Regions from separate parts of the Mus musculus genome. Here region 1 is linked to region 2. The links are chromatin contacts, called in public promoter capture Hi-C maps. All regions are on one chromosome and are shown on one strand. The core of a region is the stretch at or near the end of the contact, and the rest is flanking DNA. Distances in the headings are between cores, read along the strand shown.

Region 1 (3,545 bases), core at 962-3,461, 64 kb before region 2:
CACTACAGACCCAGGACGCAAGGGCATCTGGGTACAGAGTCCATATTGCCAACACTGCTCTGAGGAAGACCCACAGTGCCTGGCCCAGAGGCCTGAGAACAATCCCTGCCTGCTGCAGGAGGGACCTGGAAATTTGAGACACCTACTCACCCCTCCATGGGGTGTAGGGCAATGGCTCTGGGCTTCTCTAGGCTCTGCCATAGCAGCACCTTCCGGTGGGCCCCATCCAGATTAGCCACCTCAATCCTCGACGTCCCAGAGTCGGTCCAGTAGAGCTTGTCATGGACCCAATCCACCGCTAGGCCCCCTGGTGAGAGGAGGCAAGGGAAGAGTGTCAGCCATTCACCCTAGGTAGCTCTGCGTCCTGGAAACAAGAGCAGACTCTTACAAGACGTTGCTTCTGAGGCTAGGACCTTGTTGTAACTCTGACACACATCGTCTCTGTGAGCTTGGCACTGAGCTTCCCAGAGTGGGAAGGGAAGTCAAGCAGTTGACCGGGGTCACGCACTTCATCCACACAGAGCTGGGGATGGCCTTGAACTCTGGACGCCCTGGTGCTGTGTGTGGATGGAAATCAGTGCCTTTCATAAGTAGGCAGGTGCTGTCCTACTGAGTTGCAACTCCAGCCCTGGATGCTGCTGACTTCTTAGTCACTTAACCTGCTTGTAGGATAAGCCTGAGGCCACCAGATTAGCTATTGCTTTTTGTATGTGGAGATGGGGGTCTCGTGTATCTCAGCCCGGCTTTAAACTGAATGACCTTGAACTTTTCTGATCCTTTTGCTTCTACCTCTTCAGATGACAGGCAGGCATCATCATGTCTGGTTTATGCAGTGCTTGGGGAATCAAGCTTAGAGCTTTGTGTTCATGCTAAGCAAGCACTCTACCAATTGAGCAGCATTTTCAACTCCTCAGTTGGTTCCTATCTGAGAGTTTCACCCAAGATTTCACTGGAAGAGGCCTTCTGCTTTGTGCACTTTGGAAACACTGGCCCGGCCCCCCCTTTCCGCTGTGTTTTTTTGCACATGGCATTCCAGGCTCTCCACTCAGGGCCTTGTTTTCCTACCTGGGCTCTCTAGCCCAGTAGACACCACCTCCTCTACATTGCTGCCATTAAGGTTGGCACGGAGGATGCGGTCCAGGGTGACATCCGACCAGAAGACCAGCTCCCGCCGGTGATGAAAGTCGAGGGCAATGGCGTTCTCCAGGTTGTTCAGTAGCAGCGTGTACTCGGAGCGGTGCGGGAGCACCTGCCGGATGTCGATACGATTGGCAAACAGTAGCACAGGTTCTGGCCCTGGACACAGCATAGAAATAGGACCCACTGGGCCTCAGAGCCACAGATACCCATCAGCATGCACCCTCAGGGCCTCAGCTCATAGCTGGGGCCCTTTGCCCACTAGAGCATGTCCCAAGCTGCTGAAATTTGGACTAGAACACTAGAATCCTTTCTAACCCCAAACCCAATCGCCTTTCACTTGGCGCCCAGATTGCAATTTGCAAAAAAATCAGTCTACATCTTAGCAAATCCCTCAGCTCTAACACCTGGCTTTTGTCTGTTCCGCCCACCCAGGCAAGTGCCAACCCTCCTTACCCAGAGCTTTGCAGCTGCGCCGATCGGGCCGTAGCTCATACCCTGCTTCACACCAGCACTGGAAAGCCCCTTCAGTGTTTGTGCAGCCCTGGCTGCAGTACCCCTCCTCAGCACATTCGTTTACATCTGTGGATACCAGGCAGGGTGAGGAAGCCTGCCTACAACCATCTTCCCACACACTCCTAAGCCACCCCATTGTCTCCCTGGTCACAGCTCCATATCCCCATCCACTGCCACAGCCAGGAGGGAAACTGTGTAACCAGTGGTTCGGGCTTTGAGGTCATGGAGTCTCAGATTTCAAACTCCAACTCGGCTGCTTACTATCTGTGTGGCTTTGGGTAAATTACCTATACTCTCTGCACTTCTGTTTCCCTATCTGCAAAATGAGAGAAATGATCCCTACTTCCCAGGGTCAGTGTAACGATGAGTCAAGGTCACACCCATCTGATATGTCACCCAGCTTCCCTCCCCTCCTTCCCCCCACCCCCAACAGGCCCCAGCTCACCCTGGCACGTTCTCCCATCCTCTGTGAGCCGGTAGCCTGTGTGGCAGGTACACTGCACTGCCCCTCGCACCATCTGACACTTCTGGGCACAGCCACCGTTGTTAACATTGCAGTTCTCCTCACCCGTCCGGGGCCCTGTGACAGCCAAGCCAGAGTTGGGAGCCGAGCCCAGAATCCACCCCCGTCCAGCCAACTTGGCATTCCACCTGGACCACGAAGAACAGCTCCCAAAAACTGTGAGAGTCCCAAGGGAGGCCTCCCTTTGAACCCTAGGGGTGGGGCTCAGCCACAAACCACGGGCAGGGCCCACCCGCTAGAGACACTCACGACAGTTCTGCTGTGGACTTTCGTCACTGCTGTCACCGCAGTCGTTGATCCCGTTGCACAGCTTCCTCTGCCCAATACAGCGCCCGTTCCAACACAGGAACTGGTCAGAGGCGCACTGGGGGCTTCCTAGAAAGAGAGGGAGGAGGGGGAGAGTCAGGTCACAGGAGGGCAGGGCTTGAGTCCACAAGGGACAGGAGCCTGTCATTTTCTAGGGTAAAGTGGAGCCAGCTGAGCGTCAAGGTGGGAGGGATGGGGTCCGAGGCAGGAAACAGCTCAGACAAGGCTGGTTGAGTGTCTGAGTTTGTTTTCTCCCTGGGATTCCACGATGGATGAGTGATGGGAACAGAGTCGGAGTGTAGTCTTGTAGTCAGAACCAGGTTTAGCAGGGACTGGTGGGGTGGGCGGGGAGCAGACGCAGAGACTGCCAGTCCTTCCTGCAGAGTGGAAGTAGACACTGGGCTACTGGCTGGACAACAGCCCTTCCTCCCAAGGCCAGATTGGAAGTGAGAATTTGAGCAGCTGCAAAGACTCACAGCCTTGACTCTGTGTTCAAGAACTGTACACAGTTCCTCAGCGCATCTGGATTGTGCATGTGCATGTGTGTGTACGTATGTGATATGTTGTGTGGATGTGTGGTACACGCATGTGACTATGAATATGGGTATGTGTGCCCATACCTGTGTGTGCAGAGGCCAAGGACAATATCTGATAACTTTATCGTTCATTCTCTGTCTTATTGCCTTGAGACAAGGTTTCTCATTGAATCAGGAGCTGGCCATTTGGTGAGGCTGGTTGGTTAATGAGCTTCAGGGGTCTGACTTTCTCTTCCCCCCCCAGCGGTGGTGTTACAGGCACTCACAGCCATACCTAGCTTTTTAACTTGGGTGCTAGGGATTTGAACTTGGGTCCTTGTGCTTGCATAGCAAGTGCTATCTCCCCTGCTCCAACAGCTGGATCTGACCCTACTCACTGGGAAGGGCAGGGCAAGTCCAGGCCATTGAAAGCAATGGCAATGTTCCCTTTGCTTCTCTGCCTCCCACTCCCAACATTAGGGCAGGGCGGGGATACCGCTGGGGACTCCACCTGTGTTCTCACAGTTTTCTTCATCGCTGTTGTCCGC
Region 2 (3,843 bases), core at 935-3,434:
CCTGTGGCCCACATGCATGCTTGCATGAGAAGAGTATCAGATCCCCCTGGGACTGAAGTTATGGATGGTAGTGAGCCATCATGCGGGTACTAGGAATTGAACTTGGGTTCTCTGCAAGAGCTATAAGTAGTCTTAACCACCAAGCCCAACCTTGAACTTCTGATTCTCCTTCCTCCACCTGAGTTCTGGGATCACAGGCATGTGTGCTGCCTAGGGTTACTCTGTATGCTAGATAAACACTTTACCAACTGAGCTACATCACGCTACAGACAGCCCCTCAGTAGCTGTGTTCGAGTACTTGCGTGTGCTTCTGTGTTCAGACACAGTGTGAACAAGTTGATGCTGTAAGAGCTGTGTCTGGTGAACACTTTGTGCTAAACACTGTTCTCAGCATACACCGTCATTAATTTCCATACACTTATGAGGTAGGATACCAGTATTAGTCCATTTCACACATTTGGGAATTCAGACACATAAAAGTCACATTCTGAAGGTTATACAGCTGGTAAGTATAATGAGATAAATAACAAGAGGTAACCAGGGTTATATGATTTATAGGATGCCTTCAAGACTCTTGGAGGAGAAGACATTGAGAGCATCAGGAGACAAGAACATATTTCACAGGCTGTCCCCCTTTCCTTTGTCTGCCTTGATTACCTTCTCTGCCTGTGTATGGAAAGATCATGTTGTTTTACTCTATGTGCTACTGTGTTCTTGGCAGTGGCTCTCAGGGAACATGCCAAAGTGCATGCCCTTGTGACTTAATGTCTTAACAAAGGGTGGCTCTGCAGACAGTGGCCTTCCTCATGCCTTGTTCAGATTCGATAAGAAAAGTAATAAAGCAGTCAGAAAAATAATTTGTGTTGTCCTTCATGTAGTATAAGTATGGAAATGGGAGGCTTTACCTATCAGGTTTTAGGAAAGGAACAACAATTTCATTCTAAGGCATAGTAATTATCAGAGTTCATTTGAGAAGTTGAATGCTTCTTTGGATTACTATCATAAAAAGTTTCAGCATCAAATTCCTTCTCTATTGTCCTGAATTAGAATAAACCCATGAAATGTGAATCTTATTAATTTACTCATAGAAGAAAAAAGTCCCAGTAGCACATATTCATAAATCACTGACTATATAATTCTAATGAAACAGCCCTTGGATTAAAAAATACAGAACACGGGCTGGTGAGCACTCACTGCTCTCGAAGAGGACCTGGGTCCAGGTCCCTGCATCCTCATAGCAGCTCACAACAGACAACTCACAACTGGCTGTTTCTCCAGTCCAACAGGACCCAACTCCCATTCTGAGCCTCTGTGGGCACCGCTGGGCACCATACACATGACATAATAAACACAGATTGTTTCTTCTTTTATACAGTAGGTACTCCCAAGGCCTATGAACAGTCTAGAATAATCAGGGCAAAGACGTTTCTAAAGTTGTCAGAGTGTTCAGACATACTCACCATCTCCCCTGTAAGTGCTGCTGCTTTGATTTGTCCTGTGCCCATGGCAGCAGAGGGACAGAGAACTGGGGCCCAGGAAACACAGCAGAGGCTTCTAAGCTCATGGCTTTGCATCAAGGATGTGTGTAAGACTTCCCTGGGCCATTTCTGCCCCATGTTTTTTCTACTTATTGTTGTTAAATTAAGTCAAAATGTGGTGTGGTGAAGCAAAAGTGACTGCCAGCCAGCCCCCTCCTGCCTTTCTCCACAGTTCAGCTCTTAGCTAGACTTGACTCATTGTAACAGAAAATTACCCATTTCTCATTGTCAACAACTGGATTCTCAGAGACTCACAATTGCCAGGAATAGATTTTGCCTTCAGTTAAAGCAGCACTGTCCTGTTACTGGCCCAGACACTTCTGCTAAACTGCCATTTGTGAAATGCAGAGAGATTTCTGGTTCTTTTCTGTATTAGGAGAGGTTTGCTAGGACAGACACACTCCAAGGAGCCATGGCAGGCAGTTGAGTCACCAGAATCTATTTGATGCTGAAAGAGCCGGAGTCACTGAGGATACAAGAACTGCCATTTGTGTAAAGTCTTTCTTCTTCAGGCCCTTCATGTCACCATCCCAGGAAACCGTCCAGCAAGCAGCACTTGACCTGGTGACCCAGGAAGTGATTTCACAGCCTACTGGTCCTCTAACTCATTGAGAATGCAGAGTCAAAGGTTAGAGAAGTAGTAACTGGTCTCGCTTCCTCTGTCAAGGAACACATGATTACCTCCCCCCATTTCCCAAGTCAAGAGGAACTCAGCGGTTAGGAAACCAGGAAGAGGAAATGAAGGCTGAAGGCCTCCTAAGGCCCACCAATAACAGTTCTGTTTTCATGGGAACGGCTTCTTTGTTTCTGGTCTAGCCTGCCATTTGCTGCTTCTGCCTTGTTATTTCTTAGAAAGTAATAATCTCCGGCTTCTTCCTCTTTGAACCTGAAGTGGTCTCAAGGTCGAGGACCCGGGTCACCTCCTGTTTTATAATAGTTCTTCCTCACCCTACACTTTGTGTACTTTTGAGACCCAAACAGCTGATGATTTGCCACATGCCTGTTAGCCACTTAGTGTCAGCCACTCGATTGCTCATTCAGATAACTGTCTAACAGAGCTTCTGTCTCACTGGATAATGCACTCAATTGTATTTTTTCTGTGCATTGTTGTGTCTGTACGAGGGTGTTAGAACTCTGGAGCTGAAGTTACAGACAGTTGTGAGCTGCCATGTGGGTCCTGGAATTGAACCTGGGTCCTCTGGAAGAGCAGACAGTGCTCTTAATTGTGGAGCCATCTCTCCAGCTTTCTCCTCTTTTTTTTTCCTTTTTCTCTTTTCTTTTCTTTCCTTCTCTTTCTCCTTCCCTCTCTCCCTCCCTTCGTCTTTGTTCTTCACTCATCTTCAACATCTACACTCAACTTCCTCTGCCTCTTAAGATTAAAAACTGTCAAGGTGTAATGGGAGAGCTGAGGTCCAGCCTTCTGGTTTGTGCTCTTCACTCTGGCTGGGCTGTGTTCAGGGTAATGGAAAGCAGACCTTCTCTCCTGAGGTCCTTGCTCCTCATGCTGGCAGTCAGACTCCAGCCTCTGAGCAGTTGGAATGTACTGAGAAACCACAGAGCCCAGAGAGAGCATTATGCAGGCAGTTCCACACAGGGGGAATCTATTTACACCACACAAGTTGCCGTTTACATGCGTGGATAATTGTTTATCTGCACACTCTCATACTTCACCTACTATGTAATACACATGCCCTGTCAAGAGGGTTTAACTAAGAACTGTTATCTCCAGATTGCCCTGAACATCCAGGGGATACTATGGGAATTTTGATGAAAAATCACCTTTTAAAGAGAGTGGTTTTTTTTAGTTCAATGTGATGTTTAGAATTTTAAACCATACAAGTCTGATCCCCAAACTACTCTGTTTCTTGCATATTTTCCTGACTAAATGTTTTTCTTCATTCCTTTGCCATACAGTAAGTATTGTGACAAAGCATCATGTATCAGTAGGAATTTGCCTGTAAAGAACTGTACTTTGGCTGAGGATAACGTTTACAGAGGAGCAGACAGCGGGAGCACGTGATCAGATCTTCTGCAATAGCATTAAGTTATATAGACAGTAGGCTAAGAGTTGAGAACAAGGAGAATGAATAGTTAAATAAGAGCAGTTAAGTAACAACACGGGGAGCTTTTCTTCATTGGGAAAGACAAATAGAATTTGCATAGGGGGAAAACGGGCTTTTAATATGGCCTGAAAGCACAGTAGCATAATGGTTAAGAATAGAGACTTTGATCTTTGTTTGAGGGCCTGCCAGTGTGTTTCGGGCAGGGTGCTTAGCTTTTTCTGTAAAACAGTGAGATTCATACA

The links. Capture Hi-C pulls out chosen DNA fragments and counts their contacts.
Region 1: a promoter capture Hi-C map of adipose tissue shows a contact between it and region 2. The contact joins two enhancer-like sites. A contact is called at or near these places in 4 of 39 promoter capture datasets (the SN4741 cell line, hematopoietic stem and progenitor cells, liver and 1 more), 20 of 484 Hi-C or Micro-C datasets (the HL-1 cell line, the HPC-7 cell line, bone marrow-derived macrophages and 7 more), 2 of 115 datasets of contacts at active chromatin or transcription factors (both in embryonic stem cells) and 3 of 9 other capture datasets (adipose tissue, liver and pancreatic islet).

What each region holds. Positions count from the first base shown.
Region 1 is chr2:91,475,272-91,478,816 of GRCm38.p6, reverse strand. Lrp4 (low density lipoprotein receptor-related protein 4) reads right to left here. Exons shown (of 38, transcript NM_172668.3): 8 at 3,509-3,545; 9 at 2,426-2,551; 10 at 2,099-2,233; 11 at 1,594-1,719; 12 at 1,066-1,296; 13 at 151-307. Among named protein-coding and RNA genes, the nearest start is that of Lrp4, 20 kb to the right of the region's middle. Within about 2 kb of position 2,211, at least 98 of the 459 cell types and tissues checked have an H3K27ac peak or open chromatin away from gene starts, as enhancers often do. A contact at or near this core is called in adipose tissue, bone marrow-derived macrophages, granulocyte-monocyte progenitors and 1 more, where this site is marked.
Region 2 is chr2:91,410,887-91,414,729 of GRCm38.p6, reverse strand. All of the region lies in intron 2 of 1110051M20Rik (RIKEN cDNA 1110051M20 gene), which reads left to right. Among named protein-coding and RNA genes, the nearest start is that of 1110051M20Rik, 32 kb to the left of the region's middle. Within about 2 kb of position 2,184, at least 84 of the 459 cell types and tissues checked have an H3K27ac peak or open chromatin away from gene starts, as enhancers often do. A contact at or near this core is called in adipose tissue, bone marrow-derived macrophages, granulocyte-monocyte progenitors and 1 more, where this site is marked.